Linked DNA regions of Mus musculus: region 2 is linked to region 1. The links are chromatin contacts, called in public Hi-C maps. All regions are on one chromosome and are shown on one strand. The core of a region is the stretch at or near the end of the contact, and the rest is flanking DNA. Distances in the headings are between cores, read along the strand shown.

Region 1 (7,558 bases), core at 2,630-5,129:
AGTGTACTTACATATAATAATAAATAAATCTTTAAAGAAAAAAAAAAAAAAAAAAAAAGAAAATGTGGGTTCTTAAAGAAGCTTGACCATGACAAGGCAGAATGGTTGCACCAAAAATATATATAAAGATAAGTGGGAGGAGTCTCTGGCTTTGATTTTAGATTAGGAGAAACAAGCATGTTTATGGGTTCATAGGAAAGAACCAGACAGACTATTAAAGGTAGGGAAACGGATAAGGACATCATAATGCTTGCTTAGCATGCACAGGATAGTGAGTTGAAAACCACAGAGAGTATCCACTCATTGGTCTTCCCTCTTCTTGATTTTCTTGTGTTTTGCAAATTGTATCTTGGGTGTTCTCTGTTTCTGGGCTAATATCCACTTATCAGTGAGTGCATATCTAATGACGTCTTTTGTGATTGGGTTACCTCACTAAGGATGATATCCTCCAGATATATCCATTTGTCCAAGAATTTCATAAATCCATTGTTTTTAATAGCTGAGTAGCACTCCATTGTGTAAATGTACCACATTTTCTGCATCCATTCTTCTGTTGAGGGACATCTGGGTTCTTTCCAGCTTCTGGCTATTAGCAGAAGATGGCCTAGTCAGCCATCACTGGGGTGTGTACTAGACAGGCACTGGGGGTGCTACTCACAGTGACCGGAGTACTACTCAAAAGACTCTGCCCTCCCTCGTCTGTCATTTTCTTTAAATATTTTGAGATGGTTTTGCTATGTGGCCAAGCCTGACCTTGAACTCCAGGTTCTCTTATTTTGTCCTTTCAAGTGCTGGGATGACAGGTGTGCACGAGTGTGCCCGGCTTATCTAGGACGCCTCTTAATTACTCATCTTCCCTAGTTCGAGGCTAGCCTGGTCTACAGAGTGAGTTCCAGGACAGCCAGAGCAACACAGAGAAACCCTGTCTCGAAAAACCAAAATAAGAAAAAAGAAAAGAAAATGCCTAAGTATGATTTCCTTGGCACTCTGGATTTTCTCACTGTCTCTATGAAGAGCCGCCCTTTTTTCTACAGTTGCCCTTTGACTTCCGTGCCTGACCCAGAAGGCACGGCTTTCTCCCTCCCTGCCATGACCCTCCTCCTAGCAGCTGTCTGTATTTACAACTCCCCTGCCTTGTTTCTCTCTCAAACTAGTAAAATGGCCCTTCGGCTTAACACACAAACAAAACAATTAAAAAAACAAGCAAACAAAAAATAGTGGGGCAGTGGTGGTGTGTGCCTTTAATCCCAGCACTTGGGAGGCAGAGGCAGGCAGATCTCTGAGTTCAAAGCCAGCCGGGTCTACAGAGTGAGTTCCAGGACAGCCAGGGCTACACAGAGAAACCCTGTCTCCGGGGGGAAAAAAAAAAGAAAGAAAAGAAAGAAAGAATCAAAAGAAAACCAAAAAACCAACACACATGTCTGTTGCTATACAAAGAGAAACTTTAAGTTGGAAGTGGTTATTAAATCATCTGGATTTCAAATACTAAATAACTTTAACAAAATCTAGGAGTTGGGTGGAAGGAAACACACAGGCCATGCAGTGGCCATGCCTTAGCTAAGGTTCCCGGCCATAGCATCACAGGGCCCCATAAACCATTCCCACTCCTCACAGGAAAGGTCAGGATCTTTGGTTGAGATGGCAGTTATTGTAGGCTGAAGTCTTCACAATACTATGACCCCTCCTCCCAATTGTTTTTCCTTGAATACTCCCAATTTTTTTAATGCTCATGATCTCTCTCTCTCTCTCTCTCTTTTTTTTTTTTTTTGTTTGCTTTTTGAGACAGGGTTTCTCTGTGTAGCCTTGGCTGTCCTGGAACTCACTTTGTAGACCAGGCTGGTCTCGAACTCCGAAATCTGCCTGCCTCTGCTTCCTGACTGCTGGGATTAAAGGCGTGTGCCACCACGCCTGGCTATGCTGATAATCTTTAAACAAGAGACTAGTGTCACAGATCTCCAGAAGTCAGGCTACATTAACTGTGTGCTGAGTGAATTCCAAAAGTTATTATACTTGTTGCTAGAAGAGGGCCTCTTTGGAAAGTAGTCAAGTCAAGTCTGAGGGGGATGTTAGTCCAAGTGACTGATCCTCAGGAAACACTGCTTTACCCAGTAGCACAGCTGAGACATAGTAAAATGCAGTGCCCGCATCAGTCAGGCAAGCCAAGGGGTTCTTCTCAAAGGAAGAAACTCATTAAACAAAGCCACTGAGGAACGTTATCAGTGAGCCCCTCCACATATATCCACACGGAGGTTGGCCCATTTGTAATCACACTTTTATCCCCACACTGACTTCTGAGCATGCTCAGTTTAAATCATTGATGAAGGTACTAGGCACATTTTTTAGGTTATGGGGTACACGTTTCTGATATTGAGAGGGATGAACAGGGCCGCTTCTAGGCATGTTCAACTTACACCAGAAAGTCTTAGCTGAAAACAAAGGAAAGGGCACTTTGAAGGTGCGTTAGTGCAGGAGTTTGACTTTGGTGTCTGCCTGCTTAGTGTCTAGTTGGTGTGTGGGCTTCACTTGTCCATTTTTGTTCACCGTCTCAGATCCTGAAGTGTCAAAATGAATTCTACCTGCAAAGCTGTAAGTAACCTGCCTAATCTGTAATATACACACATTGTCCAGTTTCGCTTTTGGCTGTACTGCAGACTGAACCTAGAACGGTCATGCTAGGCAAATTCCCTACATCCATGCATTATCAAAATTTAAAATATGTACTGTTGTACTTCACCATTTCCTGGTCTCCAGGTTACTGTAAGCACACGGAGTTTGGGAGGTTTGTGGAGGGGGGGGTTATTTGTTTATTTATCTATTTTGAGACAGGGCCTTGCTATGTAGTCTAGGCTACCACCATAAGATGATCCTCCTGCCTCAGCCTCTGGAGTTGGGAATGAGGACGTGACAGTCACACCTACTTGGCTACTAGTCTTAAAACTCACACTTATAATGTGTACTGAGTTTTCACTGAAACAACAATAACAAAATCTTAGCGCTATGGGAGAAACGTGACATATTTTATTTTTCAGAGATAGGGTTTCACTATGTAGCCCTGGCTGGCTTGGAACTTGCAGTGTAGACCAGGGTGTTCTTCAACTCTCAGAGATCCTCCTGGCTGCAGAGTGATGGTATTAATGTTGTTTGCCACTATGCCATGATCCCCACCCAACTTTTTTTTTTTTTCTGAAAATGATGCAGTTTTAATATACCATTCTGCAGAAAGGGACACAAAGAAAAGGCAAAAAATTACTGTCGAGTTGATTTTGCCCTGAAATTCCTGCCTCTTTCTCCCATAGGCTAGACATTATAAAATTCACAATCTAGCATATTCCCCTCTCAAATTCTCTATCCTTTTTATTTAGGAGGAAAAACCTTATTTAATGAATTAATTTGAGGCTTGAGAGTGCCCCTTTCGCTGATTGTGGGCCAACCCATATTGTTGATTGCCTAAAACTTCTCTTTATTTATTTATTTTTTAATTATTCACTTTACCTCCCCGCTCCCGGTCAGCCCCTCCCACAATCCTTCCCCCATCCCCATCCCCTTCTCCGTCTCTGAGATGGTGGGGACCCCCCTGGGTACCTCGCTACTTCAAGTCTCGGCGAGGCTAGGCGCTTCCTCTCTACTGACAGCCAACAATATATTTCAGAACTTTGGGAGAAGAATCAAGTCGGTTTCTCTTTTGGGTCAGTGACAGTGTTTAGGGTTAGATGGCATTTGTGCAGTTGCAACCACAGCAGCCCTTGTCCTTCTAAAGGAGGTGGGTGCAGCGCGGCTGGGAGCCGCTAGGGTCCGCCCGCGCCCGCGCAGCCCTCAAGCGCCGCTCTGTACGTCGCCGGCGTACGGCGCTAGCTGCGGCCGCGGCGGGAGGCTGCGGCGCAGTGCATCCTGGGTTGGCGTAGCCATGGCGTCTCGTGTCCTCTGCGCCTGTGTCCGCCGCCTGCCCGCGGCCTTCGCGCCGCTGCCCCGGCTTCCCACGTTGGCCTTGGCGCGGCCGCTCAGCACCACCCTATGCCCTGAGGGAATCCGGAGGAGACCCGGGGCTCTGCAGTCCGCCTTGGCGCTCGCGCAGGTGACTTGCGGTGACTTTGCCGGGGCTAGTCAGGGGTCAGGGCCCCGGGCCGTCCGGGTTGGGGGAGGGGCTGCACAGAACCTGCAGGGGTGATGGGGTACACGGCTAGCCCCACTGCCTGACGGGTTTTGGTTGACCCCTGTCGCGAAGCTAAGTGTCTTATGATTAGAGCACAGGACTTTGACCCAGTCTTTTTTTTTTTTTTTTTTTTTTTTTTTTGGTTTTTCGAGACTCTGTATAGCCCTGGCTATCCTGGAACTCACTTTGTAGACCAGGCTGGCCTTGAACTCAGAAATCCTCCTGCCTCTGCCTCTCGAGTGCTGGGATTAAAGGCGTGCGCCACCATGCCCGGCTTTTGACCCAGTCTTGACTGAAGAACAAAATTGGACACCAGCTCTCATCCTTGCGGAGTGGCAATGAAGTTTAGGTGAGAGTTCGAGTAGAGCACCTACTGCGATTGGCAATTACCGTGGTCACTTCCAAGGACGTACACAAGAGGAAAGCCACTTGCCCATAATAGTCCTCTGCAGAGTATTCTCTAGGTTCCCAGAGTTCTATTGTAATTTCCCCCCTGTGGCACCTTTTGTCTGTGAACTTTCTGGAAGTAAGGATAGGAAACAAGTCCTGTGTAGTTTGCATATTTGATGAAACCAGTGTGGGGCTTAAACTCTGTGAGGATGTCACTTTCAACCCTAACTAGCCCTCTTCCCGCTCCCCTTCTGACTCTTTCCGCTGGTATCAAGCCCTGGCATGGCGTTTTAAGTTCCAGTGTGCATGCAAGGTTAGGAAGTACTGTAGTAGACTTTGGGCCAAGTTGAAGAACCGATTCTCATACTCAGTGACCTTCCTGAAGTAGTGGTTTCAGTCACACCTGCACGCTACAAGAAGAGCTAAGGTTCTACATCCTGTGTTGAGATTCACCGACAGTGTAATAGATAGGCAGGCCATTGTCCCATTGGCTAGACCAAAAGGTTGTCATTATAAAAGTGTTAAAAGGGCAGTAAAGGGGGCTGGTGAGATGGCTCAGTGGGTAAGAGCACCCGACTGCTCTTCCGAAGGTCCAGAGTTCAAATCCCAGCAACCACATGGTGGCTCACAACCATCTGTAACGAGATATTTCGCCCTCTTCTGGTGTGTCTGAAGACAGCTACAGTGTACTTACATGTAATAAATAAATCTTTAAAAAAAAAAAAAGGGCAGTAAAGCTGCTGTGCCTTAGGATCTAGAGACCAATTTCAGATTAAGCTAAAATGTTACTTCTCAAACTTAAGTTGTGCATAAAGTATTTTTGTGGGCTTTCTAGATGGGGTCCTGGGACCATGCTTTGAACAGGTGGTGTGCTCTCTGTCTGCTTTATACAGATAGTAGAGGAACTGCTTTATGCTTACAGAATGGTTTTGGTTACGGTCATTCACAGATGTGGAGACACAGTTGTTTGCAAAACATTTTAGATTTGTTATTGGACTGTGGATGTCCTCTGCACAGCCAGAAAGCAGATGGTAAGCAAGCTTTGTTAAAGGGTTTTCTCTGACTCACCCAGCTTAGATGAGTGAAATCAGTTGGCTTGGAAGTTTCCAGAATATGGAGAGTAGAACAAGGGAGAGTTTTGAAGAGGCGAGGGTTTATGTCAAACAGCTGTGTTTGAGGTGCTTCATTTCCAGAGGTTTGCAGTGAGCAGGTGACAGACATGGCCTTTAAAGCTTTTTTCATAAACAGAAGACAAAGGGGAGCAAGATAGACTCTGATGGTAACTCATCAGGATCAGGCCAGCTTACAGTCACTGCACATAGTGCCATCTTTGGTGCTTAGAGACGATTTATGTCACATGTGAGTCTGGGGAAGAACGCTGCTGAGACAACCTGTTTTGACCACAGGGAAGGTGCTTTTCTTTTTTTTTTTTTTAAGATTTATTTATTTATTATATGTGTGTACACTGTAGCTGTCTTCAGACACTCCAGAAGAGGGCATCAGATTTTTGTTACGGATGGTTGTAAGCCATCATTTGGTTGCTGGGATTTGAACTCAGGACCTTTGGAAGAGCAGTCAGTGCTCTTAACCTCTGAGCCATCTCACCAGCACCGGAAGGTGCTTTTCTAACCTCTGGCAGGAGAAGGTGGTTTCGCTACTCCAAGAGGGAATGCAGGGGAACTTGGGGCAGGATACCTAACCATCCTGTGTCAGTTTCATTGTAAAAGGTAAAGTGCTTATACTACCATAGTCAATCTTTGGGCATACACCTGGCCCTGTAGGAACCTACCAGTGATGCCTGGTGAGCTACTGACACCTAGTGGCCTACATTAGTAACTGCATACCTATAAGACACTCCCAACCACTTTTCTCACGGCCTGTTCTCGGCACTGTTTCTTCTCTTCCATGTTAATTCCACTTCATACCAGCCCTGTGTTTTCTGTGACTGTTGTCTTTGAGACAGTCTCACTTTATCTCAGTCTAGCCTTGGAACTCAGGTTGGTGAGAATATGTTACTCTGCCTCACCCTCCCAAGTACTAGGACTGCAGCCCTGAACCACCATGTCTTTCCAAATCTGCTTGGATCTTCTTTTCTTTACAGTCTGGAAATTGAACCTGGGGTCTCACTCATGCTGGACAAGCCCTCAACCCCAATTCCTTAATAGTTTCTAATCTCTTTTCAACTCCTTGATATGCACATGGGATATGTTAGATCCTCCTACCTCAGACTTTTCTGTCATTCTCACCATTAACATATTTCTCCCTTTCTCTTATTCCTGTCTGCTTCATCTTTTTTTTAAAGATTTATTTATTATTATATCTAAGTACACTGTAGCTGTCTTCAGATGCACCAGAAGAGGGCGTCAGATCTCATTACAGATGGTTGTGAGCCACCATGTGGTTGCTGGGATTTGAACGCAGGACCTTCAGAAGAGCAGTCAGTGCTCTTAACCACTGAGCCTCTTGTCTGCTTCATCTTATCTGTGACTTCTTTAGGTCATTGTAATGAGTAGGATTGGTGTTGTGTCCCTATTGAAGGCCTCTGATACATAGTATAAAAGGATCAGTGGATTTAGACACAAAAAAGTGCCCCGCCTACTTATTCGGAAATCATCTATACTCTATCTCTTCAGCTAATCTCTCTAGTTTGCTGATTAAATGAGTCTGCTGCAAGGTAAGTATATCTTGATAAGGACGTGTACATAGGTTTAGTCTTACGTATGTCCTTGCTATACATAGGCTTGCCTGGACTCTGGAAAGTCCTACCTCAGGCTCCCAAGTGTTAGGGTTACAACATTTGACACCACAGCAGCTCTTAGATCATTTTTCATAGACACACTCAGGGTCATGAGTGCCAAGAAGCAAACCCAGCTCTTTCTCTCTCGCACACGTATTTGTTTAGTGTGAGCATGTGTGTGCAGGTCAGAGGATAACTCGAGGGAGCCTGGTTTTGGCAAGCACCTTTACCCTCTGATCCATATTGCTGTCCTTTTCCTCCTCCTTCAGTGTTGAACCCAG
Region 2 (7,558 bases), core at 2,526-5,025, 870 kb before region 1:
GATCAACACACTGTACTACAGTAGTAAGGTCAGGTGCCCTAACGCCCTCAGATATAAGGTTCCTGCTGGCCAATTAGAGTATCTGGGGTTACAGGGTTCCTAAGCCCAAGCGTCCCTGACTTATAAATCCTTAACAAGTAGTTTCTTTAGATTCAAAAGGATTAGGGGCTGGAAATTTAGTTCAGTGATAGAGCACTTAACTTCACACCAGGAAGAAAAAACAAAAAAGCTTATCAGTGTATGTTTTGTCTAAAAACAGAGAAGTCATGGATAGAATGAAAAACAAGATGAATTTAAGGAACAGATAGAGTAAGGATAAAAACAAACAGAACCCCTTCATACTCAGCTTCCAAATCAACCAAGTTCAGTGTGAAATTTCCTGGACAGATAGAAGTCAATGTACTTTTGGTGGTGAGCCTAGCCTTCAAAAGTTTTCTTCAAAGACCATTTGGAATTCATTGTGAAATAAACACTCTAGAATCAAGCAGGATTAAGTCTAATTACCAAAAGTTCAGGGTTCTTGATACTGGATAGATTTCTATAGTTAAAGGAATGTTTTACAGAAACATGGTACATCAGTAACTTAAACTTCTAGACAATTTAAAAATTGTAAGTATTCTAACCATTTATTTTGCAACCTTTAATTCACTAGATGAGTCTAAACCAAGTAGAATTCTTATTCAACTGCCTTGTAAAACTTGGCCTATTTCTGTGCCTACAAGCATGCCTGCTGTCTGTGGAGCCAGAAGTCATCATCAGGGGCCCAGGGGACAGACGTTAAGAGTTTTGAGTTCCCCTGTGGGCACTGGGAACACAAATGGGGTCTTCTACAAGAATAATAAATCCTCTAAGGACTAAGCCATCTCTTCAGCTCCTTTCTGAACCCTACCAATACCCTCCCCTAACTGAGAAGAAAGCTCTCACAACTCTTCAATTAAGGGCAGCACAGAGAAGAAAGTGTGCTGTGAGGTGAAGACCTTCCCTGTATTTTAGGTTTCAGATTGTCGTCAGCTAGAAATAGAATGCAAAGTCACATGATGTCAATTTGTGGACAAGAATTTTTGAATCACAACTTACTCCAGTCAAAAAGCTGCCTTTAAATGTTGGTTGTCAGCAAGATGGAAAAAGCCTAGTTTCAAATGATTCAACTGTATGAATTGAAACCTGTGTAGATGATAATTAAGTGTCCAACATCCCCTAATTTCATTTATATCACCTTTCCTCTCATTCCTAAAGAAGCATTTTATAACAATGTAGCCAAAAATTCTTAAAAAGCCATGTGTTTTATAAAGTAAACTTTAACACTAAGGGCTGCCTTTGGTGGACTTAAGGTTTATTTCTTAGCTGCTTATATCATAAGCAACTTTTCCGCTTCCTAAGTAAAATTACCAAAAAATACAATTATCAAAATGGTACTTAAGGAAAACAGACAATATTCTTTTTTTTTTCTTTTTCTTTTTTTCTGAGACAGGGTTTCTCTGTGTAGCCCTGGCTGTCCTGGAACTCACTTTGTAGACTAGGCTGGCCTCCAACTCAGAAATCCGCTTGCCTCTGCCTCCCAAGTGCTGGGATTAAAGGCATGCGCTGCTGCTGCCGCCGCCACCACCACCACCACCACCACCACCACCGCCGCCCGGCGGACAATATTAGTATTATAATTTGCATGTCTGTACTACAAATGAAAAACTGGTCTTCTACCTGACAAGATTTAGTTGACCTACCACACTACAGACTATAGCGATGAGACCACACCCCAAAACCTCACCAAAAACCCTATCCCACACCTTTTATCAAATTTAGCTTGGTGGAACATGTCTTTGATACCAGCACTCAGGAGGCAGAGGCAAGCTGATCTGTGAGTCAGAGGCAAGCTGATCTGAGTCAGAGGCTAGCCTGATCTAAGTAGAGAAGGCCAAAAATTAAGACCATAACATAAATAAAACAACTCCATTTAGAACTCTCTTCTCACACTATCAATGAATGTTAGAAGTCTAACAGAGCCCATCCCATGAGCATTACTACCCTGAGAAAAAGAAAGCAAAACAAGTTTAGAGTCAGAGAAGACTGTGACATTGCCACCATTCAAGTCCCAGTACTATGATGTTTTCAGGGGTGGTGGTGCACCCCTTTGATTTCAGCACTCAAAGGCAGCAAGTCCCAGTACTATGATGTTTTCAGGGGTGGTGGTGCACCCCTTTGATTTCAGCACTCAAAGGCAGAGGCAAGAGATCCGAGTTCAAGGTGGCGCAACACCTTTAATCCCAGCACTAGAGAGGCAGAAGCAGGTGGATCCGAGTTCCAGGGCAGTCAGGACTACACAGAGAAACTATCAGAGAGACAGACAGACAGATGGGACCTAGACCCAATTACTTTTAAAATGAAGAGCTCAAATTTTATAACCAGTGGCTTACTTACATTCACACATGGTAGCATTCTTTTTAGAAAAACACACACACATATATTTTGGTGGTGTCGGATGAAGAGCCCAGGGCCTTGCACTTTGAAACTTTTCTGAACTGCTTAACAGTTAAGTGTGGTCTAACACCTGCATTCCCCACACTTGGGAAGCTCAAAAGGGGTTGTTGGGGTTGGAGGCCAGTCTGGGCTACAGAATATAACTTTTGAGTAAATATCACTAATTCTGGAATTACACCTCAGAGTGTTCACCTCAGAACATTTTTTTAAATACAAAACCAATTCCAGCACTAACTAAATCCTCAAAAATACCTTTTCTACAAGCAACCCCGTATAAATAAATAAAAGGCCAGTGGACAATTGCTATCAGCTTCAAAACGCTGCTAGATTAGCCAACAAGTTATATCTACTGCTGCTTTAACCAATAGGAAACCTTACACAGGCTTTCCTCTCCTGATGGAAAAACAAGTTAGGGAAAGGCCACAAGGCAAACACCCAACAGACTCAGGTAGCAACCCTTTTCTCTTTTCAACCCAATCCCACTGTTTAAAAAACTTTAATTAAGGAGGAGGTGGGGCCCCATTTTGAAAACCAGCCTGCTAGGTAAGACAGATCCCAGCATTCAGAAGGCCAGTTAAACTCCAAGGTCGGGTGCTGCAATCCTTGGCTATCAATGAAACTCTGTGTATGACAACGGGTAAGAATGGAGTTCAAGCCTGAAACAAGAAACTTAAAATACCAACCTTGACGCCCCCCCCTCCCCCCAATAAATATCTGCGGCCCGTGTGCCTCTTACCTTCTTTCGTCTGTGCGTTGGTGATCTGCAGATCGCTATCGGCAGCTTTCAGCTTTTCTCTCCCCATAATCTGCTTCTTTAAATCGCAGAGGGAGATATGGAGCCCATCAAAAGTGACGGTGTCGTAGTTGAGTTTAGAGGAAAATTTATAGTGCACACAGGACATTGTGGCAAAAGATTCCTAAGGTTCAGCGAGGAGACGTGGACACTCTCAATATATGTATATTTATAAACTTAAGAGCAAAATATGTACACACACAAAACACTCAAAAGACAACGAAGGACCCTAAGGCCTCAGATTAAATACCCCCCCAACCACAAGCGGGGGTCCGTGAGAACAATAATCCGGAACCCCCCGTACTCAGAATCGCTTCATGAGGGAGGAGCAAGACAGGAAAGGGGGCAATCGAGGATCCGCCAACCGGCACAATGTCACCCGGCTGGGTCCCACTCGCTCATGCTAAGGGCCGGCAGGAGACGGGGGCAGGCGGTGCAGTCAGTAGCGGTCAGTCCACACGTTAGAGTCCGAATGACCCCGCGGGGTCAGGGGTCCATAGCGGCCGCACCTCCCGGCTAGTCTCTCTCCGTGGATGGGGGTGACCCAGGCCCCGGGAGAAGGTTGCGGGGAGAGGGCCTAGGCCCGGAGTCCACGAGCGGCCTCTCGCCTCCTCCCGGCTTCCGGACGACCGGCGTCGGCGTCCCCAGGCCCAGGCCCCCACCGCACACACACCCTGGCGCCTGCTCCCCGGAGGCCACGAGCGGCCCGCGGCCTAGGCCGAGATCGCGCGGTCGGCGGAGGAGAGGCCTTCCAGCGGCCGCCCGGTTCGGCTCCGCCTCCCCCCCGCCGCCGCCTGACACAAAGCCGGTGCGGGGCCCAGCTAGGCCGCGAGGCCCTTCCTCACCACCCCGGGCCCCGGAAGGCGGCTTCGTTGGCCCCGGGGACACCACCGAGGCTGCCCGACTCTTCCTCTTGCTGCTCCTCGCGCTGCTCCCGCTCCTGTCGCCTCTGAGCCCACGACCGCGTCGGGAAGCCCGGAAACGGTCGGGCGGCGGCGAGGGCGTCGCTGGATTCCCTCTTTATTATTATTATTTTTTTTTTGTTCTGCCCCCCCAACCCCGGGCGCTCTCCGGCCCGCACCCTGCGCCGACGACACCTCCGCGCCAGGCACTATGGCGGACGCGGCCTGGCTTCGGGCGAGCGCCCCCACTCCGGGGTCTCTTAAGCAGGGACTGCACGGGCGGCGCACGCGAGGCGGGGCTTGGGCGTGCGCCGATAGGCGGGCCGGGGGCGGGGCCGTCTGCGTCACAAAGCGCACCGGCCCGCCCACGTGACCCGGCGCTTTGTGACTTGCGGCGTGGAACCTGAGGCTACGCGGAGAACAGGAGAAACTACGTGGGTCCGCAGAGAGGGGGAGGCGGACCGTCCCACCGGGCGGGTCTGGAAGGGGCGCTTAAGCGGCGGAGGCCCCAAAGTGCGGAGGGGGTGAACCGCGAATTCCACCCACGCACGAGTCTCATCACTGTGATGGCTGCTCACCAACTCCTCTCCTAACAGACTGTATACCCTGAGCTCTTCCAAAGCTGCTGGTGAGAATGGACCATCATCACCACCAGCAGCATCTTAAGAGCTGTGTCCGACTCTTACCTTGTACTAGGCACCGCGTTGACCGCTGATGTTTGCAAATTCTGGAGCCCAGTCTCCTAGGTCGGAAGTAACTCCGTTCTCCCAAAGACGCTGTCAGAGAATAAAGAATTAAATCCATGAGTATATTTCAATATTTAAGACCATGCCTGGCATATCTGTGCCTCAATACAGGGGGCCTAATAAATGTCAAATAAACAACAGCAAAAAAATATCTCCAATTTATAAGATAGAAACCTAAAGCCAACAGCCGTGCATTTTTCGAGTTTTCAAAGAAGGGAATGCTTGCTGGGTTGCAGGGTCCTCATTCCATTTTAAATTACAAAGTCCCTTAGGAGGGTTGGCATTCTTTTTCTCTTGTGGCATACGGGACATATTGCATTTATAAATTCATAAATAATAAAAATTAAAACTGTACAATTACTATCATTTACAGTGTCCAATGTCCAGCCTCTGAATTTTACAGGCTAGGCTCAAGGAAGTTCAGCAACTGAGAACAAAATCATACATCCAAGAGGTGGCAGAGTTTTCAGAAACTTCCTGAATGCTAACGCCCCAGATTCTGACTTGGTTTAAGTCAATCATCTTGTCAGAAACGCCTTCCTAAGGCCATCTTATTAAGATAGTCATCGATTTTGGCCTTTATTTTCTTCTTAACTGCAAGGAATATACCTGTTTGTTCTTCTGTTGTTTTTTTTTTTATTATTAATTTTCTTGTTTGGTTTTGGTTTTTGGTTTTTCCAGACAGGGTTTCTCTGTATAGCCTCAGCTGTCCTGGAGCTCACTCTGTAGACCAGGCTGGCCTCGAACTCAGATATCTGCCTGACTCTGCGTCCCAAGTGCTGGGATTAAAGGTATGTGCCACTACTGCCCGGCTTATTAATTATTTTTTTGCTTGTTTGTTCTGAGGTTTCACTATGTAGCCCAGACTGGTCTTGAACTCACAATCTTCTTACCTCAATTTCCAGAGTGCCAGAGCCGGGCAGTGGTAGTGCATGCCTTTAATCCCAGCACTTGGGACGCAGAGGCAGGCGGATTTCTGAGTTCAAGGCCAGCCTGATCTACAAAGTGAGTTCCAGGGCAGCCAAGGCTATACAGAGAAACCCTGTCTTTAAAAAAAAACCAAAACAAAAACAAAAAAACAGAGTGCCAGTGTTACTGGGTTTTTGTTGGTTGGATGATCTTTCCCATTCTCTCAGCTAAGAGCATGAAATTTACCCCGATTTTTGTGACATTCCTAAGTCTTGAAAGAGTATTTGGACACTGTAGGTACATTTTGATGTTATCTATAGAAATACCATGGCAATGTTAGCTAACCATCAGAGATAACCCCAGAGACAGAAACACAGCTTAAATAAGTCACTTATAGATTAATTTTTATGTGATTAGTTTCTCCCTCTTTTCTTCGGTAATTCAAAATTTCTTTCTCTATGGTCTAGGGTGACTTTCTTAAAAACCCGGGTGACTGTCAGGCATGTTGGTACCCAAGCATTTGAGAGGCACAGGCAGACTGATCTTGGTAAATTCCAGAGCATCCTGGAATAGGCCAACCAGAGCTACAGAGTGAGACCCTGTCTCAAAAAACAAAAAACAAAAAAACAAAAACAAGAACAAAAAAACCTGAATGAAAGAGGACAGAGTTGCAGAAGAAGGAACTAGGGAACTAGTTCGTCTTTGGTAAGAGAGAGGGGTCTTTGGTGAGTGTGGTAAGAATTACAATTCCTGGGGCTGGTGAGATGGCTCAGTGGGTTAGAGCACCCGACTGCTCTTCCGAAGGTGCAGAGTTCAAATCCCAGCAACCACATGGTGGCTCACAACCATCCGTAACAAGATCTGACCCCCTCTTCTGGAGTGTCTGAAGACAGCTACAATGTACTTACATATAATAAATAAATAAACAAATAAATAAATAAAAAAATCTTTAAAGAAAAAAAAATTAAAAAAAAAAAAAAGAATTACAACTCCTCACCATAGTTAATTCCTTTACCAAATCCAACACCTGATCCCTGGGCCACACCCTGAGGTATCAGAATCTAATCAGAGGAGGAATTTGTGTCTCGGAATCATGCAGTAGGATATGCCGAAGCTCTTCTTATTCTTCCTCAGAGACTTTGTTTTCTGGAGGTTCAGACACACTGAGGAGTAAGCATTCGGGTACCACAGAAATGCCCTCTTTTCATAGACGTTTGTTTGTTTGTTTACCATTTTGCTTTAGTGTGGTAATTTGCTACAATTGAGGAACTAGTATCACTCTATTGTTATTAGCTGAAGTCCATAATTTACAACACAGTTCACTCTGCTTTAAACAGGCTATGTTTTTTGTTTTGTATAAAGAATTTTGTTTTGTATATAGGGCCTCCTTCATGAGGAGTTGGCATTCTTACACTGAGTTACATCGGCAGCTCTGATGCTCGCCTCCCTACCAACCTCAAACTCCTGCAGTTACTTACCTTTTTTTGTTTGGTTGGTTTTTTGAGACAAGGTTTCTCTGTATACCCCTGGCTGTCCTGGAACTCACTTTGTAGACCAGGCTGGCCTCGAACTCAGAAATCCGCCTGCCTCTGCCTCCCAAGTGCTGGGATTAAAGGCGTGGGCGCAACCACGCCTGGCAGTTACTCATGTTTTTATTGGTCTCATAGTTTGGCCTTTTCCAAAACGTGACATAATGAGAATCACACAGTATCCAACCTTTTCAGTGGAATATA

What was found. Hi-C and Micro-C count contacts between places; a contact is called where the count stands out from the background.
Region 2: a contact with region 1 is called in a Hi-C map of B cells, with 13 read pairs. The contact joins the promoter of Rbbp6 here to the promoter of Ndufab1 in region 1. A contact is called at or near these places in 21 of 39 promoter capture datasets (the 3T3-L1 cell line, 3T3-L1-derived adipocytes, the C10 cell line and 12 more), 2 of 484 Hi-C or Micro-C datasets (B cells and muscle stem cells), 23 of 115 datasets of contacts at active chromatin or transcription factors (the SCID.adh cell line, T-cell acute lymphoblastic leukemia, acute myeloid leukemia and 14 more) and 4 of 9 other capture datasets (adipose tissue, embryonic stem cells, liver and 1 more).

The regions. Positions count from the first base shown.
Region 1 is chr7:122,098,169-122,105,726 of GRCm38.p6, reverse strand. Ndufab1 (NADH:ubiquinone oxidoreductase subunit AB1) reads left to right here and starts at 3,879. Exons shown (of 5, transcript NM_001360744.1): 1 at 3,879-4,072. The coding sequence starts at 3,905.
Region 2 is chr7:122,966,781-122,974,338 of GRCm38.p6, reverse strand. Rbbp6 (retinoblastoma binding protein 6, ubiquitin ligase) reads right to left here and starts at 3,775. Exons shown (of 18, transcript NM_011247.2): 1 at 3,212-3,775. The coding sequence starts at 3,377. 4930413G21Rik (RIKEN cDNA 4930413G21 gene) reads left to right here and starts at 3,880. Exons shown (of 1, transcript NR_045614.1): 1 at 3,880-5,281.